Regions from separate parts of the Mus musculus genome. Here all the other regions are linked to region 2. The links are chromatin contacts, called in public HiChIP or PLAC-seq maps. All regions are on one chromosome and are shown on one strand. The core of a region is the stretch at or near the end of the contact, and the rest is flanking DNA. Distances in the headings are between cores, read along the strand shown.

Region 1 (3,553 bases), core at 781-3,280, 340 kb after region 2:
TGGCTTCCTTTGTAAGCTGCTGTAGCTGTGGTGTCTTTTCATAGCTATAGAATCCCTAAGACAGGCACCCTACTTTGAAAATAAAAACCCTGGAGGCTGGAAAGATGGCCGAGTGGTTAAGAGCTCTGGCTGCCCTACTTTTCTAGAGGTCCTGAGTTCAATTGACAACAACTACATGGTGGCTCACAACCATCTATAATGGGATCTGAAGTCTTGGTGTGCAGATGGGCATGTAAACAAAGTACTCATATACATAAAATAAACAAACAACAAAAAGTCCCCTCCTCACCCCCTAAGAAAGAAAAATCCACTGTAAAATCCGTTCTGCCAAACAAGTACAATTTTCCCATTTGTGATTCCTGCAATGACTGCTTATGAAATAACCTCAGAGATGACTATGAAATTGTTTCATAGTTGAAACATTCTTCGTCCCTGTCAGGGAGCAAGGAGTATGGCCCTCTCCCAGCTGTCTGACTGTGCTCAACCCGAGGGCCATGTGGTGGTTTGAATATGCTTGGCCCATGGGAAGTGGCACTATTAGGAGGTGTGGCATTATTGGAAGAAGTGTGTCACTATGAGCGTAGACTTTGAGGTCCTATGCTCGGGCTCTTCCCAGTGTAGAAGAGTCCCCTCCCCTCCTGGCTGCCTTTGGATCAAGATGCAGAACTCTGGACTTCTCCAGCACCATGTCCACCTGCATACTGCCTTGCTCCCTGCCATGATGATAATGGACTGAACCTCTGAAACTGTAAGCCACCCCCAGTTAAATTATTATCTTTATATAAGTTGCCTTGGTCATGGTGTCTCTTCACAGCAATGAGACCCTAACAAAGATAAAGACCAAGTGTAAAGTCATCTTAATAGCCTATGTTCTCTCCAACCCATCCCTGTTCCCCTTCACACACACACACACACACACACACACACACCTCCTACTGGGGACTCTGGGGCACCTGGGCACCTGAGCACATTCTTCCAGTGTCCCAGTGTGATTACCTGTGACTTGCTGGTTTAGCAAGGAACATAGCAACGGACCTGCCATGGGGATGATTCAGATCACTAAGGTGTTGGTGTTACTCTGGCCCAGGTCTTCTGACAGGGTGCTGTCTCCATGGCTTTGTAGAGGGATCCAGAGACTGTCAGGAGCTCACCTCAGAGATGCTCAAAGACAGATTCTTGGAAGCAGCAATGATCAGTTTCATCTCTTGCTCATGATATTCAAGTGTCCCTTGGCACTGTGAAACCTTGCTCTACCAAGGTTTTACAGTGCCAAGATGTGATATCTGTAGACTTGCTTTCCTTTTGTAAAGTGTGCTTTATTAAAGAAAAAAAAAAAAAAACCAAAAACCACTTCTTTATACTAATAAGATGTCACGCAAGTAAATCCCCCTTCTAATAAGCAAACATTGGAATCTTCAGTAAGTGGCATGGTAAATTATATTAAATTTTACTGACATCCTTGATCCCTAAAGTGAGTCTGTGGGTCTAATGATAAGCATGGAGAGTAGATAAAGTATGCCAAGGGGCTGTAAGGACCTAGAATGTTGTACGGATTTAATATGTCCTTTGTGATTGGGTCGCTGGCAGATTGTATGAACACATCCCACCTACCTTCGTTCGTGGGACTCAGTCCCAGAGCTGTACTCTTGGCTCAGACACACACTGTCCCTGTCTCTTCAGCTAGTGCTGTCTTGTCAAGATGAGGTTTTGTTATTGTGTTTGCTACTGAACTAGGCAGTGAGCCGCTAAAGACCACTACAGAAAAACCTCTTATATATTTTTTTAAAGCAACAACAACAAAACTGTCTCCAGGAACAAGAAAATCTTCAACAAAACAGTCTGTTTACCCTTGAAAAAAAAACAAGCATGGTCTAACCCTACGGTCCCCACCCCAGAATTACCACAGTTTACCACAGCAGGTACTCAGAAAGACCACAAAATTACTACTGCTGAATAAAGGGCCCCTGTCTCCACACACCCCTTCCTTTAGGAACAACATCTTCTCTAGACCCAAGCGATAACCTTGTGGGGTTCCTTCTGAGTCATACTAGGGGGTGGGGTGTGTATGCCCCAGCTCTGACCTTGTGGCGGCTGGAGGAGAATGACTGATTTCTTCACACTCAAATCTTGGTAAGTCTCATTACAAGTCACTGCAGCTCTGGGTGCCTTAACTCCCAGTGGCATTGTCAGGTTGGTTGACAAGGACTCCCTATCCCTTCCCCAGATGATGTGAATTCTGACCTCTGGTAGACCTTGACCCCACAGATTCAGAATCCCAGAGCAGCAGAACTCAAATTATAAATATATTTTATATTTATACTTTATGAAAGTGGCTTGCATACAGGCATTCATTAAAAATTTTGACATTGTGTCAAGTATGGGTGTCCACACCTTTAATCCCAGAGCAGAGGCAGGTGGACCTCTGTGAGTTTGAGGCCAGCCTGGTCTATTGAGTTCCAAGACAGCCAGGCTGTTACAGAGAGAGACTCTGTCTCATAATAAAAACAAATAAAAACGAAAAGATTAACAGTACTAAATTTATTAAAACTAGGATAGAAATAACAAAAACATCCTTAGATTTAAAATATATTTCTGGAAAACATAAAAGTATATAATATAGAGTAATTGGCCCGAGGATCACGTTCTGGTGTGTGAGACCCATCTACAGATGATTCTTAGGTTTTTAAGAGCGCCAAACAAAATTTAAAAGAAACTATTTCATAACCTATGAAATTCAGATTTCACTGTCTACACCTAAGGTCCTGGCACAGAGCTAGGTCCACTCACTCACAGTGTGTGTCTGTGGCACTACTTAGACACCTCCTCGGCATAGCAGGACTCTGGCTGGGACAGTGTGTGGCCCACAAAGTACAAAGTACTTACTGTCTGGCTCTTTAGAGAGGGAGCTTGTTGGCCTTTAGAGTAAAGGAAGATAGTATTCAAACTTGTTCTTTCCCAAAGCAACATCTTTTTTTGTTTCTCTGTTTCATGTCTGCTGGCAGAGAAGCTCATGGATTATCTCATTTGTGCATTCTTAGAATAATTAATATTTATTCTTAGAACAAACAAGACTTTTCTCCTAAAGGAATAGAGCTCAATTGCTGTAAAAATAAAGAGTAATGGAGGAGTAAGGCAGGCTGCCATTACCAGTAAATGACGGTGATATCCAGAGAAGATGTCTTCCTGTGTGTCCTTCCAGCCTCGTGGGGCTGTGAGTCAGGGAGGGGAGGCAGATGCATGCACGTATGTGTCCACATGTCTGGTGGTAGCCAGAGGTGTCATTTCTCACCCACTGTCCACCTTGTCTTTTGAGATGGGGTCTCTCATTGCTTTGGATCTTGCCAAGTAGGGTCGGCTGGCCAGCCATCGGGTCTGGAGCGGGGCCTGTCTCCATTTGCCCAGTGTTTGGATCGGAAGCCTGCGATGATGCCACTGCAGGGTTTTTAAAGCAGGTTCTAGAGACTGAGCTGGGCTCCCCATGCCTGCGTAGCAAGTGCTGAGCTCTCTCCCGCCTCTCAATCTTTTTAATACTAGGTGGGATTTTCTCAGATTT
Region 2 (3,225 bases), core at 136-2,635:
TTGGCTCTTTTTCTTCTGTTTGTTTGTTTTGTCCTATTCCAATTTGTTTCTTCTTTTATTATTATTCTTTAAATGCCTGTTTGTTTTCTAATGAGAGTCAGAAAGAGAGTAAATTCGAATGGATGGATCTCAGAGGAGTTGGGAGATGGGAGATCATAGTCAGAATATATTGTATAAAAATAATAAAACAATAAAAGAAAAATAGAAAATAAATACCTTGTGTATATCAAAAATATATAAGAAAATATAATAAACATTTAAAAATTAAAATTAACAATATTTTATGGGCCTGTGAGATAGTCTAATAAGCAGAGATGCGTGCCACACAAGCCTGATGGCCTCAGAACCCACAGCGGGAGCGAGAACCAACTCCTGAAGGTTGTCCTCTGACCCCCATACGTGCCCCATGGCGCACACACACACACATGGCTGGGGGAGGGGTAGTCATAACATTACAAAGTGTGGTATCAAGAAAATGACAGCTGTGTATTTGGGGACCTTTGTTGAGAATTGAGAGGTGACTAATGCTCATTCTGCGGCTCTTGAGGCTCAGTGCTTTTTAGCCAGTCCTGCAGGTGGCAGCCCAGGGAAGTGAGACCTGAGATACACCTATAAGGAGAGAGAGGTTGGTTGCTCTCAGGCATGTTAGAAGTCATGAGTAGAGTTGGTGACATAGGATCAGTATACCTCAGAAACAAAGTGCCTGCTACTGTGCCAGGAATGGCTGACAGACCTGCATGAGCAGGGGAGTGTCTGCTGGGTTGCCTTGGTCACCTTGCCAGGACTGTGCTGTGCCCACTGTTGACTTTACCAGGCTATGGGCAGTGTTTGTTCTGCTGCTCTTACTGCTTTGCTGCTTGGGTTCATATATCTTACCTCTGTTTAACCTGGGATGTTTATCTTGTGGTCAAAGTGTAATCAACTTTCTAAATTTAACATAGGAAGTGTTAATCCGTTTATTAGCCTTGCTATACCTATATTGTTGAGAAATAATCAACAGTAGCAAGTTGATTGCTTCAAAATATTTAGTAAGCTTGATAGCAGTGAATTGAGTTGGGGCCATTAAATATAGAAGCTAGGTCAGATAGGACCCAATCAGAGCGTTGACTGTGTAAACAAAAACTATATTACTCTGTGTTTTTTTTTTTTTTCATACACTTCTTATAAGAGGCTTAAGCTGTGGGGTGGGTGAGTGGCTCTTGAGATTGATCAGATTCAAGCTGACTTGCATGCTCTTCAGAGGAGCACACATGGCAAAGTCTTTCTCTGGCTAAGTCAATTTTCTGCTTTTGGAATCTATAGATACAATACTAATTACTATTCTGGAAGTGTTTCATCCCAGACAGACGTTAGCCCCATTGTCTAAATCTGTAGACACTTGGCAGCTGGGACTGTGGGTTTCTTTCCCAGTGACACAGATACGCTGTCCTCGTTTGCTTTCTATTGCTGTGCTTGGGGAGGAGGACGTTTATTTGACTTGTGGTTTATAGTCCATCATTTCAGCACAGCAGCTGAAGGCAAGAGCTGAAGCAGAAACCCTGGAGAACTGCTTTGTTCTGCCTGGCTTCCTTCGCATGCCTTGCTCAGCTACCTTTCTTAACCTTGGGCCTCCTACCCAGGGATAGCACTGCCCCACAGACAAGACAGCTGGGCCCTCTCACGTCAATCACAGGCAGTTTTCCAATTGAAAATCAGTCCCCAGATGACCCTACCTGTATCAATTTGATAAAGATTTTTTTAAAAAAATTAAAAAACAGCCAGCACTCACACATCACATCTCTGCAGGGCATACAGCCCCCTGCTGTACCTCTACATAAGGTCACTTTCCCTGTATTTTAAAATAAAGCTGTGAACAGCCTAGTGGAGTACAGCATAACATTGGCCCAGGCATGCCAGTGCTTATCAGACTACTTCATCTAAGATAATAGTTTATGCCTAACTAGTATTACAGAGTTATATAGTCTACAAATCCATGGTGATACATTACATCTTAAATTGTAGTTGAAGCCCTTTCAACTTACACTGTTTTTCTTAAGTTTGTTGTAGAAAATAATTTAAAGTATTATAATTTTTCTTAAATCTCTTTAAGCATAAGGGTCATTTAATTTCTGAGCCCTTGAAAGTTTACTTTCCCAGCTAGCTTACAAGGGATGGTAATAGTTTGCAGGAGATTTGTGGAAGGGTCAGGGGGAGGAGTTTGGGAGCCTGGGTACTGAGTGCCAGGAGCTTGCCCTGCCCTGTGGGTATACCTCAGAGCTGAACAGCAGTCATAGTGTCAAGTTAGTTCATGTGGTCACTGCTTTGTTGGGAAAATCCTGCAAAGTACATGTGATTTCATTCTGTCCTGTTTGCCTCAGTCCAGGATGGGTGTGGACACGAAAGCTTTTCAGTAGTACTGTGAAGGCTTAGGTGTCTGTAGCTATGGGTCTTGCCTTAGCTGATAAGGCATTTCACAGGCCACTGACTGTAGGCAGCAGTGTCCTTGGGAATTTGAGGCAGGGGATGCTACAATAAGATCCTTGGATTAAGCCTCTGGCCAAGTCTTCTGGCAGCTTGGGGGGGGGGGGTGCTGTGTGAGGTTCTGTGGACTTGAGATGGAGTTCTGGTTGTTTGCTGGGCAGTATTGGGGAACACAGACATGCTTATGGCAAAGGTCACTGCTAATGAAGCCACTGGTACTCAGAGCCCAATGCTGGCCCCTGTCAGCCTAAGGAGGCTAGTGATGATCCTGATGTGCCAGATGTGGTGAGCTCAGCTCTAGTGACATGCTTTCTCATATTGGGGAGTTTTGAAAATATGAGACCCTAAAGGCTTTCTTCACTGGTTTCTAGTTTCTATTTGGTAATTTGTGTGATTCTCATTGAGGCTTTGGTCTTTCTTGGTGAGATATCATAGCTAGCTTTAGCTTTCTAAGATGCCTTGTGTAAGGGGATCTCTGCTACAGATATGTCACTAATGGTTGACAACACCTACATGAGGCCTGCCTCTCAATAAGGAGGACCTTAGACTGTCTCTGCAGCTTAGTGAGCAGAAGTTACTGGGACTCTGCCGGGCCAAGCAGTGGGAACACCAATAAGGCATTGAGAAGAAGTGGGTAAACCTTAGGAGTAAGGCCAGAAGGCCATGATGGGAGCGAAATCAAGGCAATTTCCTAGGCTTTTCGTATTTGTTCCATCCAAGTCCTGACCAGGCGTGACTCTGCCTGAGGGTCTGGATGGGGCATAG
Region 3 (3,624 bases), core at 613-3,112, 270 kb after region 2:
GGATAAGGGAGAGTCAGAGGACTGACCAGTTCAGCTACCATCCAGGCCCAGATCTAGGGCTTTGAGTTGGCCTACCCCTAAATGTACATAAATTGTAAACTGCTGGGGCACATGAAAGGGCCAGCCCTGCTGCTCCAAAGCTGCAGGATCTCCATAGCACAGGACAACGACAGGATAATCTGTTGATGGTGTCACAGAAACCGGAGACATCACACCAGACCAATGACTCATTGCAAGGGACATTTTTAAGTGAAGATGTGTGGACAGAGGGATCACTGTGACTCATTACAGCGTTCACGATGGGATGTTCTCTGCGCTTTATTTTGGTTTGTTTTTAGGTTTAGGTTATTATATAAATAAATAAATAAATAAATAAAAGGTTTATTTTCGAGAGGAGGTTGCAAGGGCAGAAGGCAGATCAGAGGGAATGTGGGGATGAAAGGGATGGGGGGCTTGATGAGAAAATCATAAAGAATCAGTAAAAAGTTTTTCAAAAAAAAAAAAAAGAAAGAAAAAGTCATGAACATTGGCAGCCACGTTATTTATGCATAGTCTCCTGTCTGCTTTGCAGTCCGTGGTTTCTATTGCTAATAGTGAACTGTGGTCTGAAAGCAAAACAAAATGAAACTCCAGGAATAAGCAATTGATTGGATTTTACATCATGGATGGTTCTGCATAATAGGATGGAATGATGTTCAGTCTTACTCCATCTCACTTGAAACATACATCTCCCTTTTATATCCAGTGTTTCCACACCGTATACATTGCCTGCCAGTTTAGTATCTATTCTTGTTTTCAAATAGACTGTCTTATGTCATCATGTTTGTTTAAGAGCATGTCTTGTACCTTCAGAGACCAGAAGAGGGCGTCACATCTCCAGGAATTGGAGTTACATCTGGTTGTGAGAGGGGATGTGAATGCTAAGAATTAATCTTCAGAAACAACAGAACTGCTCTTAACCATTGAGCAATCTCGGCAGCCCTCAAATGACCTTTTTTTGGAGAAACAGAGAGAATCTATATTTTTTTACAGTGTGATTTATCTATGCATTCACTTGTTCATTCATTCACTTATTTATTTTCTGTTTTTGAATCAGGGTCTCATGTTCCAGGATAACCTGAAACTTATTGTGAAGCCCAGAATAACCTTGAACTTCGGATCTTTCTGCCTTCACCTTCCTGTGCTGAAATTGCAGGCTTGTGACATCGTGGTGGCCTTCTGCTGTGCTGCATAGAACCAAGAGTTTGGTGCATGCTAGACAAAGTCTCTACCAACTACCCTGCATGCCCCCATCCATTCTTGTTTTTATTAAGTAAACATTATCCTGGCCATATATGCACTGAGGAAAACAGCATTAGAGAGTTGGGTATATGCATGCAATTTAGGAAGTTCATGGAGAATGTTACAATTTTCTTAATTGGACCTATGTCCCTCCTAATAAGTATTTTACTGCAAGTCCAGTCCTGTAGGTTTGCTACATGGGTGGGCTTCACAGCAAGGTTGCTAGGAAGGGATGGGACTTGGGAGGTCAGCATCCGAGCAGGAAATAAAGGCTAGAGTCTCCTGAGAGAGCAGGCCGGTCAGTTCAAGGACCAAGCAATCAGGCAGAAGAACTGCAGTCCTAACTTGAATTTTCCCCTCTGGAAACAAAACCATCAAAACATTTTCAAAGTGTTCTGCAGAAAATGCCAAGTTCATCACTGCACATCCAGCCGCAGCCCCCGTGGACCAGCCCCGTGGGCAGGGAGCAGAACCTTCCTGCAGAAATCCTGCTCTTCAGCCAGCTGCCCTTGCACCATCCTGACAAGTCTTCACCTCTCCCTGCCCTCGCCTGTAAAGTGCAGATAACAGGCTAACCTCACTGGGCTGGTATGAGGAATGGCTAATAAAATGTGATAGTGACACACCCAATTTAAATGCAAACGGCTGTAAAACAACCAAACACATATTTAAACATTTCCACTGCTAGGGGGGTGGGGTTGGGTGGCGGGAACAATAGGGCTGTGAGATCAGAGCATTTCTTCTCCTCTATGGTGTCCGCACCAGTTAATCAATGAATGTTTATTATTCTGTGCATCAACACTGTGGTAGGCTCTGGGAAGAATGGGGAGAAAGCTTGGTGCTTCTAAAATTTGCCTGCAGCCATTCCAAAACGTATAAACACCATTAAGAAAGACTTTAAATCATGACCTCTTTCCCTCTCTTTGTATAATATGTACAGGACTCAGTCTGCACAGGACACTGTGTGTATGTGTGTGTGTGGGGGGGGGGGGGGGCTTCAGGAACTCATGAGACTCATCACTACCCTGGGAGGGCTGCAGAGCTCTCCTCATAGCTGGCTCTGTTCAGCTTTCTCTCCTGTTTTTATCCTTTTTTTTTCTAGGTCCATCTATATTGTCTAAATGGAGACATTCATGGGCTTTCCTCCTTTTTAAATGTTAAATAGTATTCTATCACATGCATGCACACACATACAAACACACATACATATGGGCACATATACAAACACACACATACATGCACATATACATGCACACACATATACAGAGACACATATAAACACACACACACACACACATACAAACACACACACACACATTTTCTTTAGCAATTCTTCATGAAACACATTAAGTTGTTTATATATCTTGGCAACTATAAAAAGTGCCTCGCCGGGCGTGGTGGCGCACGCAGCACTAAGGAGGCAGAGGCAGGCGAATTTCTGAGTTCAAGGCCAGCCTGGGCTACAAAGTGAGTTCCAGGACAGCCAGGGCTACACAGAGAAACCCTGTCTCAAAAAACAAAAACAGGGCTGGAGAGATGGCTCAGCGGTTAAGAGCACTGACTGCTCTTCCGAAGGTCCTGAGTTCAAATCCCAGCAACCACATGGTGGCTCACAACCACCCGTAATGAGAACCCTCCTCTGGTGTGTCTGAAGACAGCTACAGTGTACTTACATGTAATAAATAAATAAATAAATAAATAAATAAATAAATAATTAAAAAAAAAAAAACAAAAACAAAAACAAAAATGCCTCAAAGGACAAAGGAGTACAGATGTGCCTTTAAGATACCAGTGTCCTGTCCTTTAAATGGATATCCAGAAGTGAGATTGCTGGACCTTATCATAGGTCTGTTTGTAATTTTTTGAGGAACCCTTATGTTGTTTTCCTACATTCCCACCAATATTATTCTCTTGTACATACTTGCCAGCATTAGTTACCTTAAAACAACTCTCTATCCTAACATGATACTACCTACTTTATTGTCTATGCTCTTTAATAGCTAGGCTCTCTGACATGATATTCTTTTCCCATCCATTTTGCTGCATATGTCAGACACGCATATCTTTTTGTGCCTAAGTAGTATTTCTTTGTGTGAGTATAGTGCAATTTATTTATCTATTCATTATGTGTGGACATTCAGTTTGTTTCTGGGTTCTGGCTCTTATATAATTATATAATATAATAATGTAATTAGAATCATGTTGCAGGTAATAATAAAGTTAATGTAAATGTTCTTATACAAGGCCTTCTGGGGAAACATGTCTTCCATCTCCTGGGTAACTGTTTAAGAAAGTAATGGTGGATCAGACTGAGGTATGTTCTTACATTTTTATGGAACAGAC

The links. HiChIP or PLAC-seq counts read pairs in DNA pulled down with a chosen protein or histone mark.
Region 1: a FOXA1 HiChIP or PLAC-seq map of pancreatic cancer cells shows a contact between it and region 2. The contact joins two enhancer-like sites. A contact is called at or near these places in 2 of 115 datasets of contacts at active chromatin or transcription factors (CD8 T cells and pancreatic cancer cells).
Region 3: a FOXA1 HiChIP or PLAC-seq map of pancreatic cancer cells shows a contact between it and region 2. The contact joins two enhancer-like sites. A contact is called at or near these places in 1 of 15 datasets of contacts at CTCF or cohesin (the NIH/3T3 cell line) and 1 of 115 datasets of contacts at active chromatin or transcription factors (pancreatic cancer cells).

The regions. Positions count from the first base shown.
Region 1 is chr5:64,649,596-64,653,148 of GRCm38.p6, forward strand. No RefSeq gene overlaps it. Among named protein-coding and RNA genes, the nearest start is that of Gm3716, 41 kb to the left of the region's middle. Within about 2 kb of position 2,031, at least 37 of the 459 cell types and tissues checked have an H3K27ac peak or open chromatin away from gene starts, as enhancers often do. A contact at or near this core is called in pancreatic cancer cells, where this site is marked.
Region 2 is chr5:64,313,001-64,316,225 of GRCm38.p6, forward strand. The region is part of intron 15 of Tbc1d1 (TBC1 domain family, member 1); the gene reads left to right. Among named protein-coding and RNA genes, the nearest start is that of Gm38634, 57 kb to the left of the region's middle. Within about 2 kb of position 1,386, at least 59 of the 459 cell types and tissues checked have an H3K27ac peak or open chromatin away from gene starts, as enhancers often do. A contact at or near this core is called in pancreatic cancer cells, where this site is marked.
Region 3 is chr5:64,586,274-64,589,897 of GRCm38.p6, forward strand. No RefSeq gene overlaps it. Among named protein-coding and RNA genes, the nearest start is that of Gm3716, 23 kb to the right of the region's middle. Within about 2 kb of position 1,863, at least 56 of the 459 cell types and tissues checked have an H3K27ac peak or open chromatin away from gene starts, as enhancers often do. A contact at or near this core is called in pancreatic cancer cells, where this site is marked.